2 separate regions of the Sminthopsis crassicaudata genome follow, and region 2 is linked to region 1. The links are chromatin contacts, called in public Hi-C maps. All regions are on one chromosome and are shown on one strand. Each heading gives the region's core, a stretch centred on a gene start, on an enhancer-like site or on the middle of the called end of the contact. The rest is flanking DNA. Distances are from core to core; before and after follow the strand shown.

What was found. A called contact is a pair of places that touch in the nucleus more often than the background predicts.
Region 2: a Hi-C map of hippocampus shows a contact between it and region 1, with 6 times the contacts expected there. The contact joins the promoter of IRX5 here to the promoter of IRX3 in region 1. A contact is called at or near these places in 2 of 2 Hi-C or Micro-C datasets (fibroblasts and hippocampus).

The regions. Positions count from the first base shown.
Region 1 is chr2:489,714,046-489,720,354 of ASM4859323v1, forward strand. It overlaps IRX3 (iroquois homeobox 3), which reads right to left and starts at 3,563. Exons shown (of 4, transcript XM_074293429.1): 1 at 3,143-3,563; 2 at 1,788-2,910; 3 at 1,526-1,592. The coding sequence starts at 3,463.
Region 2 is chr2:490,482,938-490,489,246 of ASM4859323v1, forward strand. IRX5 (iroquois homeobox 5) reads left to right here and starts at 2,630. Exons shown (of 5, transcript XM_074293435.1): 1 at 2,630-3,059; 2 at 5,562-5,741; 3 at 5,877-6,110. It overlaps LOC141557573 (a long non-coding RNA gene), which reads right to left and starts at 5,294. Exons shown (of 3, transcript XR_012486837.1): 1 at 4,806-5,294.

The DNA.
Region 1 (6,309 bases), core at 2,313-4,812:
CACATAGGAAAGAAATACCCTCACCTTCCTTCTCTTCCCCTTCACACATACACACACATACACACACACACACGCACACACACACCTTCCCTCTCATTTCCCCCTTTCCCCATCTTTGTCACCAGGAGACCCTATCTCGACTAGGGCCCTAGAGACGAATGCCCTAGAACGAGCCTCTCGGCCAAGTTTTCTAGGTTCCTTGCTCTACCCCTGTCTCTATTCTCTTTTTGCATTTGTTTCCTTTTTTTTTTTTTCCCAATTTCTTTCCTCCTTCTTTGACCTATACCTTCCTCATCCCGAATCTCTGAATTTCTTGGGTTAAATCTAATTTACTTTCCCTCTCACACAGTCTCAAGACTCGAAAACACCCAGAAAAATAAATCTGTCCTGTAACCGGACAGGCACGGGTATAGTCAAAGTGGCACCAGCTCATTTATTTAGCCAAAAATAGATAACTTTGTTGTACAATTTGGTTCACACATATGTACATTTTTTTTTTACTGTATATACAAAAAAATTCGACACACCTAATTCTCACTGGACTCCCCTTCCCCCCTCCCCCAATAACATTACAAACTCAGCTAATCTCGAGGGGAGCACAGAAGCGGTCTGGGTTGGGGGTGGGGCAAAGAGAAGAGGGGTGGGATGTTTGGTTTTGTTTTTGTTTTTTGTTTTTTTTCCTTTTTTTGTTTAGTTTTGTGTTTGGGTTTTCATACACGGACATGCTTACAAGTCATAACTATACAGAGCGATATTTGTTTTTTACAATCATTACAACAAAATTTTAAAAATGGGAGAGGGAACTAAGATGATGAGAGCGCCGATAAAACCAGGGCCGCGTCCAGATGGTTCTGGGGCCTGGAAGAAAAAGAGAGACAGCAAAAGGAGGGATGATTAAGTGGGCCAGGGATATGTAGCTGGGCCCCCAAGAGAGGAGGATTCAAATTTAAATTCAAATTTAAAATGCTCTAAATTGTAATTTATTTATATATGTATATATGTCATACATACATCGATCAGGAACCATAAGAGAAAAAAAAAAAAAGGTTCTTTATATCATGTTCAGAGGCCAAACCTTGGTCCCAGTGATCAAGCCCGAGGCCCAAGGGCCTTCCACCCTCCCTTACAATCGGGGAACCGGAAGGAAAGGAGGGCATTGCTCAGTCCCGGGACCAGCCCCGTGAACTGGGAAAGAAAGAAGTTCGGGGTAAAGCCCACCACAGTTTTGCCTCCCCAGGTCGCTTAAGCCAGCTCTCAAAAATCTAGTGGGGTTTAGGACAGACCCAGGACGAGGGAAGGGGGGAAGGGGAAAGGGAGGGAAGAGAGGAAAGGGGGTTAGATTTGGTTTTTTTGTTTTGTTTTGTTTTGTTTTTTTGATGCCCAGTACATCCCGATGGAAGTGGCTCTAAACAGCATGCCCTCCTCCAAAAAAGCTTCCTGTGGTCCCTTTTCTCTTTTCCCTGGATATATTACTATGTCACAGTACTCCTACTGCCCTCCCCTTTCTCCCAGCAGGGTTTCTTACCGCCTGGGCACGGGCTGGAAAGCTGTCTTTAGTAACTTTTTCTCTACTTCCAAGGCACTAGAGCGATCTAGGAAGGAAGGAAAAAATGGCCTTTTAGAGATGTGTGCTAGGGACCCGAGGAGCCTAGCCTACCTCCCCCGCCTAGCCCAGGGATCTGCTGAAGGGTTCAAGGCTCCTATTCCAAGGCGGTATCCCCAGAGAAACCCCCAGTTTCCTCCCGTAACCAACCCTCTGCCACTCTTTTCCGACGCTCAATAATCACCTGTTCCGCCTTCTGGCTCCGCGGGCCGGGCGAAGGCGGCGACAGCAGAGGGACCTGGAGGGCCTGGTAACCCCAGTAGATGCGGAGGACTCGAACCGAGCAGGGAGAGAGGGTGCGGACGGGGGGCGGGAGGTGGGCCTGGGAACGGTCTGTTGGTCCACGGGGGAAACTTGCCCAGAGGCCCAGTGACTAGTCTGTGGGCCGCGGCCGCGGCGGCTGCTGCGGCAGCGGGGGCTAACTGCAGGGCTGGTGGTGGTGCGGCTGCTGCTCCCGGGGGAGAGCCCCCGGCGCCAGACGGAGAGCGGCGCGGGTTGTCCGGACTAGTGGCAGTCTCCGCCAGAGACCAGATTTTGGGTTTCTGCAATGTGGAAGGCGGAGCTGGGGCCGGAACGCATGGATCCAAGCCAGTTGGAGGAGAGGGAGTAGACGGGGGTACTGGACCCGCAGGCGGTGGAACCGGGGCTAACGGTAGGACCGGAGGCGGTCTCTCCTCGAAGCCCTCAGAGCCGTCCTCCGAGTCACTATTCTTATGGTCCGAAATGGTCCCCAGGCTAAGGTCCGCATCTCTCCGGGCTGCGGTGACCAGCGACAACTCGGATCCTGAGACTGCCCCATCTAAATTCTCCAGATCTATCTCCTCGTCCTCGTCCTCCTCGCCCAGGCCCTCGCCCCCCGCGTCCTCCTCCTCCCCACCTAAGTCTTCCTCTTCCAGTTCCAAGTCTCGTTTGCTGTCTTCTTCATCCTCTTCCTCGTCATCTTCTCTTTCACTGCCATATGCGTTGCCCTCCTCGTCCGTGCGACTTCGAGGTGCCCAGGTCATCTTGTTTTCTTTCTTGAGGCGTCTCCGAGCATTGGCGAACCATGTGGAGACCTGGGTGAGAGTCATCTTGGTAATGATGGCCAACATGATCTTCTCGCCTTTAGTGGGGTACGGGTTCTTGCGGTGTTCATTGAGCCAGGCCTTCAGCGTACTGGTGCTCTCTCGAGTCGCGTTTTTGGGACGGGACGGATCGCCAAACTGGTACTGGCCGTAGGGGTAGAAAGCAGCATGGGGGTGCGGGAAGGCGGCGGCGGCTGCAGGATGCTGCACTCCTGGGCTCTCCTTTAACTCATATTGCGCACCCTGTGCAAACACGAGGGAGGGGACACGCGCGGAGGGTGCAGAGGTAAGACAGAGCACCTTCTACGCTCCTGGTCTATATACTCTTTCTCATTCCCATGTGCCCTGGTATACCCGTACACTTCTGGATCAGCCTCCGCACCCATAGTACCCAGTAATCTACTAAATCCACCTTCCCCCCCCCCATTCCCGACCCCAACCTCTGGGTCCCGTCGGCTCCCCTGGCTGCGCTTACCAGCTGCGGGAAGATGGGCAGTTCAGCAGTGTAGGGCAAAAAAGCACCGTAGCCTTGAGCTGCAGCGGCGGCTGCAGCGGCCGCTGCGTAGGGAGCCCCGACTCCGTACATAGAGGAGAGCACATTGGACAGAGTCCCGGAGGCTGCCAATTCTGTGGCCCCGCCGCCCGGGCCACTTCGGGCCCCTCCACTGGCTCCTCCGCCTGCCCCGCCAGAGCCTCCACCGCCACCAGCGCCGCCGCCGCTGCCTCCTCCGGCCCCAGGACGCTCTGGCGGGTAGAGCGGACGGATGTATTGGTATCCGAGCTGAGGGAAGGACATGGTGCAGCCGGGGCCCGGGGCGGGGGGGGGGGGGGGAGAGGGGGGCAAAAGAGGGGGGAGGGCAGACGGAGCGGGCGCCCGGCCCCGGGGGCCGCCCTGCTCAGCGCCGCCCGCGGGCTCCCGCAGGCATCGGGGGCTGGGGGCTCCGGGCGCGGGAACAGACTCCCGCACTGCGCTGCCCTGCGCTGCGCTCCGCTCCGCGCTCCCCTATTGATCTGCTCCGCGGAGGCGACGGCGGCGGCAGCAGCGGCTCAGAGCCAGGTCAGGTCCTAACAGATTGGCGGAGATTACCGGGGCTCCTGGCGCTGATTGACATTTCTACTTTGCCCAAGCCCCTCCTCTCCAGCTCTCCTTTCCCCCCTCAGTTCTCTACTTTGTCTCCTCTCCTCTCTCAATATCTCCTCTTTCTCGTTTCCCAGGCTTTTCTCTCCCCTCTCTTCTTCCCCCTCCTTTTCGTTACTTCCTTTGCACTCTTTTTTTCCTCTTTCTGTGTTTCTCCTCTAATTTCTCTCTCTCTTTCTCTCTCCTTCCCCCTCCCACTTTGCTACTGCTCTTTGGCTGATAGTCCCCAGCTCTGCTCGGGATTTGTGGTCACTAAGGGTGTTGTGTGTATGCGTGTGTGTGTGTGTGTGTGTGTGTGTGTGTGTCCCTCACTCTTCCCCCTCCCTCTCTCTTCCCCAAATCTCTAGCCTGACGTCTCGCTCGCTTATTCGACTTGTTCTCCTGTCTCCTTTCAGAGATCGCCAATCCCGGGTGCGCGTTACAGTAGGGTGAGCCCTGCCCTGCGCGGATGTACCGCGGGGGGCAAGAGTCTTCCTCCCGCCCCTTCTCTGAAGAGCGGAGAGATGTGATTGGGAGGGGGTGGGGACGAAGACAAGGAAACGTTTATGCTGGGGAGTTTAATAAATAAGTATGCAATGAGCTCTCCTTCCTTCTCGCATTTTCACCTACCCTGGGTTTGGAACGAGGGTTACTGTATAAATGGGGAAATATCCAAGTTTGGTGGATTTTTAGTAGAGTGGGTGTTTGGGCGCTGTGAAGATGAGAATGGTGTCATGGAGAGTTATTTCTCCGGGTCCGTTTTCAGCCAGAGCTTCCTCTCAGCACCTTCACCTCCACCCCCACTCCAGTGCAGTATTTCGGGCCAGGAATGAATTCGAAAGGGGATAAGAGGGAGGGTAGTAATTTCGTCCTAATCTGGGCTTCAAAGAGCCGCAATTCGCCTAGTCACTTCAAAAGGAGAGGCCGAGCCAAATTAAACTGCTGATTTGGGGCGGGAGCACTAGTCCGCCTCCACCTCCCCCGCCGGGGCGGGGCAAACCCGCTGGAGAGCTGCCCCTAAATTACCCTCATTAACGCCATTGTAACCGAGTGCGAATCTCTAATTAGAAAATTAACGCTGGTTCTCCCCCTCTCCCCCCCCCACTCCTTTACCCCCCAGGACCACGGGGCCTAGGCTCGCCCGAGTTGAAGGAGATTGACTCTTGGTTGGAAAAAAGGCCTTCAGGCTGTGGTCTCCTGGGAAGCCCTTCTAAATACCTGGCGGGAGAGACTGGGGCAAAGGTGTGGGGTGTGAAGGCAGGACCCTTTTGTGGGCCGACGAAGAGTTTTGGAATAACATCTGTGAAAGTTCTAAAGTTAGTATTTTCCTTTTGGTCTATTCTCTCTCTTTCGATTCCAGCGCTCCCGCGGCTCCCTCTCAACATTTTTCTCTCCTGTTTCCCCGCGACCCGTACCAACCCATCTCGGACTACTCCTATTCAGAGAAGCCGAGATTTCGATTCTAATTCTTGGAATTGTATTCTTCAGATATGAAATCTGAAATTTCTGTGCCCCCTTTTCCTGATTCTTGATTCTCGCAGATTAAAGCACAACCAAACCCCGGGATTAAAATTCCCGAATCGGGCCCGGGAAATCCGAAGGTACGTCGCTAATCTCATTAAACTCCTCTCTATAGCGCCGCTAGCAATTCTGGGACTTGATACTTTTTTATTCAGGGTAGGCCGAGAGAGCATCTAATCTTTCTTTATTCTAACACCTTCACTCGCGATCCCCTTCGGTAAATGAGGAGGCGGAAACTGGCCGCCACTTTCCAGATTGGGTTATTGATTTCTAATTCCACCAGAGCTCCGGTTCTTTCGTAGTGTCCATCTCTCTGACCGATCATGGTTCCCAGTTGCTCGTGGCCCCAGCCCCTAGAGATAAAGACGGTAGCTCCAAGATAAGGAGTTTCTCAGAGGGCAGAGAGTGATACCCAATACAGAGAGACTGTGGCATTTTCTGTCTGTCCTTCTGACCGTCTGTCTCTGACTCTCAACCCGTAGCTGTCCTGGGCCCTGTATATTTTTTAGTCTTTGAATGTTAAGAAAACTTCTGGGGAATCATCAGAACAAAAGCAGTAACCAGGATGAAAGAAGAGGGTTAGGCGGGGGCGGAGGAGGTTTTAGGACCTGGAGCTCTGTGCTTTGGTCCACGGATATTTCCTGCCCTAAAAGCCACCTCGAATATAGAGTTGTCTCCTCAATTGATGATCCACCCCACTCTTGCTATAGCACCCCGACGCCCGATTTCGTTTCCGGCTCAACTTTCTACTGTGGGACAGGAAGCCCGGCCTGGAAGAAGAGGAACCACTGGACGAAGAAGTCCTAGCATTTTGAGACCTGGCTCCAATATCTCCTTCTCAAGACCAAATACAGTGATTTGGGCCAAACCCTCTCCCTCCCTCTCCCCCATTTAATTCTGCCACCTCAGAACAGGAGCCTCAATTGTGCTAAATTGTCTTATTTTAACAAAATGTGAGCCGCGGTCCTTTGGTCACTTCAGGTGAGATTCAGGATCTAAGGGGT
Region 2 (6,309 bases), core at 1,380-3,879, 770 kb after region 1:
ATTGTTTTTCCGACTCAAAATTTGACAAGAGATATTAGGAAGGTGTTTTAGAATATTACAGGTAACCGTTTAAAATTCAGAGGTTTAAAATACTAATAGTATATTCATGATGTTTCTTCACTAATTATTTTTGTATGTATGTTTGTATGTATATTCTACATACATTCTGCATTTTCTGGTTAAAAAAACAAAAAAACAACAACAAAAAAAACAAACCAAGGTATTCTACAATTATGATGAGATTAACTGCTTTATAATATGAAAAAAGTGAGTTTGGGATTTTAAAAAACACCTAAGAATGATTTTTTTTCCCTAAAAATGAAGAATAATAATTTCTTTGGCATCAACATTATATATTTTACTACATTTCTGTTTTCTGAACTTCAAATTTCTTTCCTCTAAAAATGTATTGATTATCAAGTGTTTTACAAACTTGATAAAATATAGCTGAAATATTCTATTCCATATATTGCTTTCTAAACTATTCACCAATATTCAATGAAGTCACTATACAAAGAAACCAATAACATACAATCAATAAGTCACACATAGCATTAGTAATGACATACTTAATATTAATTTAAGTTATATATATATATATATATATATATATATATATATATATATATATATATATATATATGATATATGAAACATTTGCCTCCAAAGAGCTAAGAAAAAATTTAAGTAATTTTTTGGGTATAATGAAATCTTTCCATAGTAAAAATGTCTAAAAATATACAGTCCTTTCTATAACATTATATAGACCACATTTTTTTTAGGATCTTAATTAAGATAACCATAAACACCTGTGTCAACATTCTTTGGCAAGACAGCATTATCAATCATAATCCTTTAAGTACACTCCAAACCAGCAAAGTGATATGACAGAACCAATCTGTTTCCTTTCCTTGTGCTAGTTTTGTGTCACACGAGCATGATTAGTTCTTTAAAATATAGCAGACCTAATTTTATTAGTTTTTAAAATCCAATACTTGAAAAACTATTATACTAGACAAATAAAAAGAAGTCTGCAATGGCAATTGTATTCTGTGTGAGTACTGCATCAAACCCAAAAAGAAATACTAAGAAATAGTTACATACCTATTATATATTCTTTGAAAAAAATTTGTACTTTTGTTGCACATGAAAAATGAATATAAAATGAAACAATTACTTGTTATGGTTGCTATAAATGAGTTATTTTATGAAATAAAACTTATAAATCAGAACATGGACTCTACATGGATTAACCCTACTTTAATCTTTTTAATCTCATTCTTTCAAAAATATACATTTAAAAGACTTACATCGTCATTTTAAAAATATCTTAACATAAATGCATCTTCCAATTAAGTTGAAATATAAAAAAAAGTTCAAATAACAATCAATTATGAAAAATATATTCAGGTGTCACAAAGTATGACCATGCCTCCACTTTTAGAAACAGAATATTTTCACTGATAAAAAAGGTCCAGAGCACGTGTACTTGTTGACAACTATGTAGTTTAACAAAATATAAAGCTTAAATTTTAGCTGAACAGAAATCAGATCTACAGCAGTCAACAAAACAAAACAAAAACAAACAAAACAACAACAACAAAAAAACAACAGTGCTCATGAAGAAGTTATTTTAAAGACTTCCTTTTAAAATGGTTAAGTCCTCAGGATCTTCCTATCTGAATTCAGCCAAATTGCTGAAGATTAGTCCTTCCTTTCACATTTTAATACAATTCTATTCCAGGAAACTGCTGTGGCGGCCAGTCGTGCAACAGAGATATCAACGTGCAAATAAGGCAGAAAATAGAGACATCCTAGAGAAACGAGTTTTAAATCTGACATAAAACGAAAGTGACAACCACAGCAGTAGAACCATAAACTCGAAATGTTACAGCGTCTTGCAGGATTCTCTACAACCTTTTTCTTAAGATAGAGAATAAAAGTGGTGAAATTATGGAATGAGGACGTCTCCCTGACAGACCTTATATTTGTGGAGGCACAAACCTCTTTGGCTACATTTCATTAACCACCCTCTGGATTAGGGGGATACGTGAAACATTGCGGCGATTGGGGAGAGAACACGCACAGACAGCCACACGCGTGCGCAAGGATGGAAACCTCGGCCCGCACTCGGCCACTCGGACGGACACGCACACGAGCAAGCATGAGCCGATTCGCACAGGGGACCGTCAGGGAGTAACATCCACCTCCTCTCCCGCGGTGTCCTCAGACCCTACTCCAAGTCTTGGGGCAATCCCCGCCGAGACCTTGACCCCAAATAAGACGTGGCAGCGCACCCGCAAAATTTAGCGCGAGACTGACAGCCAGTCAGCCTGGCTGGGGCAGCTGCGGACACATTCTTGACACAGACCCTCATAAGTTACTCGGCCCGGAGTCCGGGTCAACATCCTCGGGCCCACGCCAACCCCTCAGCCGCCTCCGCCCCCCAAGGCGGCTCACCTGGATCGCCGTGGCGGAAGCGCGCGGGCCTCGAGAGTCCCGGCCTCCTCACGAGCTCTCGGGCAGCGCGCGCTCCAGCGGACTGGTTCCCTGGGCCCTTGGCCGTTAACAGACCGTTAGGACGGGCAGCCGGAGGGGCTGCAGCGAAGCCGAGCGGCGCGGCGCAGGCGGAGCCGAGGGCTGGCGCTAAGGGGCGGGAGGAGGGAGGGAAGAAGGGAAGGAGGGAGGGAGACGGAGGCGCTCTCGGGACAGCTCGGCCCGGCCAGGGGGGGGCGCTCCCCGTCGCTGCACGCAGAGCCCCAGGGCCGTCACTTCCTCATAAGCCGCCCAGCACTCTCCTTCTCTGCTTGGCCAGGCGGCTTATCTTTTACGCTCCGGGCCATCTCCACCTAGCTCCAGCTCTGCGCTCCCAGCCCCGCCACAGCTCCGGGTCCAGTCAGCTCGGCCCCACAACCAACGTCTCCAGCTTCTCGTCTCCATGACAATAGCGCCCACGGCGCCCCGCCCAACCCCACCCCCGACCGCGGCGCAGTGACTCTGGAAGGAGGAGAAGGTCGACGTTAAGGGCGGAGCCAGTTGAAGGCGGCGACCAATCAGAGGTAAAAGCCACTCTGGGAGGCGGGGCGGACAGAGAGGCTCTCGGAGAATGTAGTCTGGGACAGCTTAGATCTATAGGGGAGAACCAAGAAGGGAGGGGCGGGGCAGGGAAGAGGAGGAGTCTCGGCGCATCTAGACGAGCTTGGGAGTTTGAGTGGGGACAGTCTGTGTGTGGGGATGTTAGCATGTTTGTGTAGGCAAAAGGCCAGAAAGGAAAAGTGTGACGTGTGCACATCAAAGGAACTTGAGTGTGAGTTTGTATGTACGAGTTTGTGTAGCATGTATATTGAGTAGTATTTGGTAGTATGAATTCGCTAAATATTTCTCGATCTCGGTGAGCCCAGGAACTCTTCTACAACTGGCCGTGTTGGGATGTCTGAGGTGCTGTAAAGTTGTGACTATGACAAGGAATTGGTGACAGGGAGACTCCGTGGAGGATAGGGAGAGAGCTGAAATTCAAGTGTGAACGTGGACGTGTGGCAGTGCTTGAGACCCTGCACATTTTTGTGTACACAGATTTGTAGTCTGAATGTCTGCGTCCAGGGATTCGGTGTGCAACGTATGATACGTGTTTCTGTCTGAGGCTTTTACATGTGTCTTGAGGATGAGACCGGTGACTGCGTGTCTGTATGAAACTTATGATTGTGTGTTGTTTGCTTCTGCCTTTGTGTATTTGAGTGTGTGGTTTCTGCATTTGTATATGCAAGAAACTTCAAGCTGCGTTTGTGTCTCTCAGGGGCTTCATAAATATTTTCCGGTTACGTGTGTGCTCAATTGCAAGACACACACACACACACACACACACACACACACACACACACACACACATTCAGTCAGGAATGAGTGTGTAATTAGAGAGACTAGAAAGGAATTGAGAGAAAGAAAAAGGAACCCTAGGTCTGATTGGGCGTGTTGGTGCCGGAACAGGAAAGGAGGGTGGGAGGCATGATTGATCCTGGGTGCAGAGAGAACTTAACAGTAGTCACTTACTCTGCTTCTCCGTGAAGAGAAGGGGAAATTCTTGCCCATACCCACTGCCCTTCTCTTCGTCTATCTCTTCCCTTTTTATTAAAAGGGGGTGAGAGAGAGAGAGAGAGAGAGAGAGAGAGAGAGAGAGAGAGAGAGAGAGAGAGAGAGAGAGAGGAGAGAAGGGGGGAGACAGAGACAGAGACAGAGAAGAAAAAGAGAGAGAGAAAAAAAAGAGAAAGAGAGGAGAAAAAGAGACAGAGAGAGACAAAGAAGAGAGACAGACAGAGAGGGAGAGAGACAGAGAGACAGAGAGGGAGAGACAGAGACAGAGAAGAAAAGAGAGAGAAAAAAAAAGAGAAAGAGAGGAGAAAAAGAGACAGAGACAAAGAGAGACAGAGAAGAGAGAAGAGAGAAGAGAGAGAGAGAGAGAGAGAGAGAGAGAGAGAGAGAGAGAGAGAGAGAGAGAGAGAGAGAGAGAAGAGAGAGAGAGGAGAGAGAGAGGAGGAGAGAGAGAGAGAGAGAGAGAGAGAGAGAGAGAGAGAGAGAGAGAGAGAGAGAGAGAGAGGAGAGAGAGAGGAGAGAGAGAGAGAGAGAGAGAGAGAGAGAGAGAGAGAGAGAGAGAGAGAGAGAGAGAGAGAGAGAGAGAGAGAGAGAGAGAGAGAGAGATTTTTTCAGTTTGAGATTGGATACCAGCCCCGCCCCACCTCGGATATTCCCAGCAGAGTAGAGAAAAAAAGCCCGGGAGACGAGTAAAAGCAAAGAGCCCCTTACTTGCCCACCTGCTGCTGGCAGTGTCCTCCTCCGGATCCGACCAGGTTCACTTCCACACTTGCTTAACATTGTTGTTGTTGTCTCTCCCCCGCAAACTACAGTCTCATCGTTTCCGTTTATCAGACTTAATCCGGGTTTCCTAAAGTAGTAGGGAAAGAAGCCTGGATAAGTAAGGCAGGGGTCTCCATGCTGTCAATGGCACACCTAGATTCTTATCTCCGTTGTTTATCCGCTCAATTATTTACTGTGGAAAGAAAACAGAGGAAATAAATGAGCGAATATTCAATCTCCTTTCTTTTATTTTTTCATAAACGGATTGGCTTGTATTCCAGGGCAATCCTGGCTGCGATAAATCCTCAGCAATGTGACGGCTCCAACAGTAGTTAGCTAATGAAGAAAGTTGGAGCTGATCGCCGCGGCTGGGATGTGATTGTCATCCAGGGGCCGGCGCGCTAGAGTCTGCAACTGAGAGGGAGCAAGGGGGGAAAGGGGGGAGGGGAGCGGGAAGGGGGGGAGGAAAAAGAGGGAGGGAAGAAGGGAGGGAGAGACAGAAGGAGGGAGGGGCAAGGGAACCAGCCAGCTAGCCTGAGAGGGAGAAGGAAAGGAAGAGAGGGAGAGGGAGAGGCGCTCCTGCCGGCCGGGTTGGCTGCGGCCGCCCAGCAGGATCCTGCCATTCCTTCCATTGACAACACCCCGGGAAGGAGGAGCTTCGGGGCGCGTAGAAGGCGTCAGAATCCTCAATTTCCAACTTAGCATCTTGGCAGGACCTTTGCGAAGCAAAAAGCAGAGCCCCCCCAGTCCAAAGGAAAAAAAAGAAAGAAAGAAAAAGAAAAAACCCTGAGAGCGAGGAGCCGCAGCAGGAGCAGAGGCAGCGCCAGCGTTAGCCCTACAGGCGCGGGGAGAGAACGAGGAGCCGCTGTAGCCGCGGAGAGCCCGGAGGCCAGGTGCTTAGCCGCCCGCCTTGCTAGTGCCGGGCGCCCAGCCGCCCCGGCACCTCTGCTCCTAGGGGGCTGACCGGGTTCCATTCCGCGGCTGCACCGGGCACTGTATGCCTCTGTTTGGCCATGTCCTACCCTCAGGGCTACTTGTACCAGCCGTCTGCCTCCCTGGCACTCTATTCCTGCCCGGCTTACAGCACCAGCGTCATCTCGGGACCTCGCACCGATGAACTTGGCCGCTCTTCCTCGGGCTCCGCTTTTTCTCCTTATGCTGGATCTACCGCCTTTACCGCTCCTTCCCCGGGTTACAACTCTCACCTCCAGTACGGCACGGACCCAGCTGCCGCAGCAGCCGCCGCCTTCACTTCGTACGTGGTAAGACCGACGGGGGGAACAGCCCCAGCTGCCTGGCAAGCGGCTTGGACTGAAAGCTGTGCCTTTCGGTGTCTGTGGGTGGCTGGGCTGGGCTTGGATTGGGGGGGGGGGGGGCGCTGTATAAGCAAAGGGTTTCGCCTAGCGAAACTACCCTTGTGTTTCCGCAAAGGAACAAATGAAACGGTTAGTGCCTCCTTCC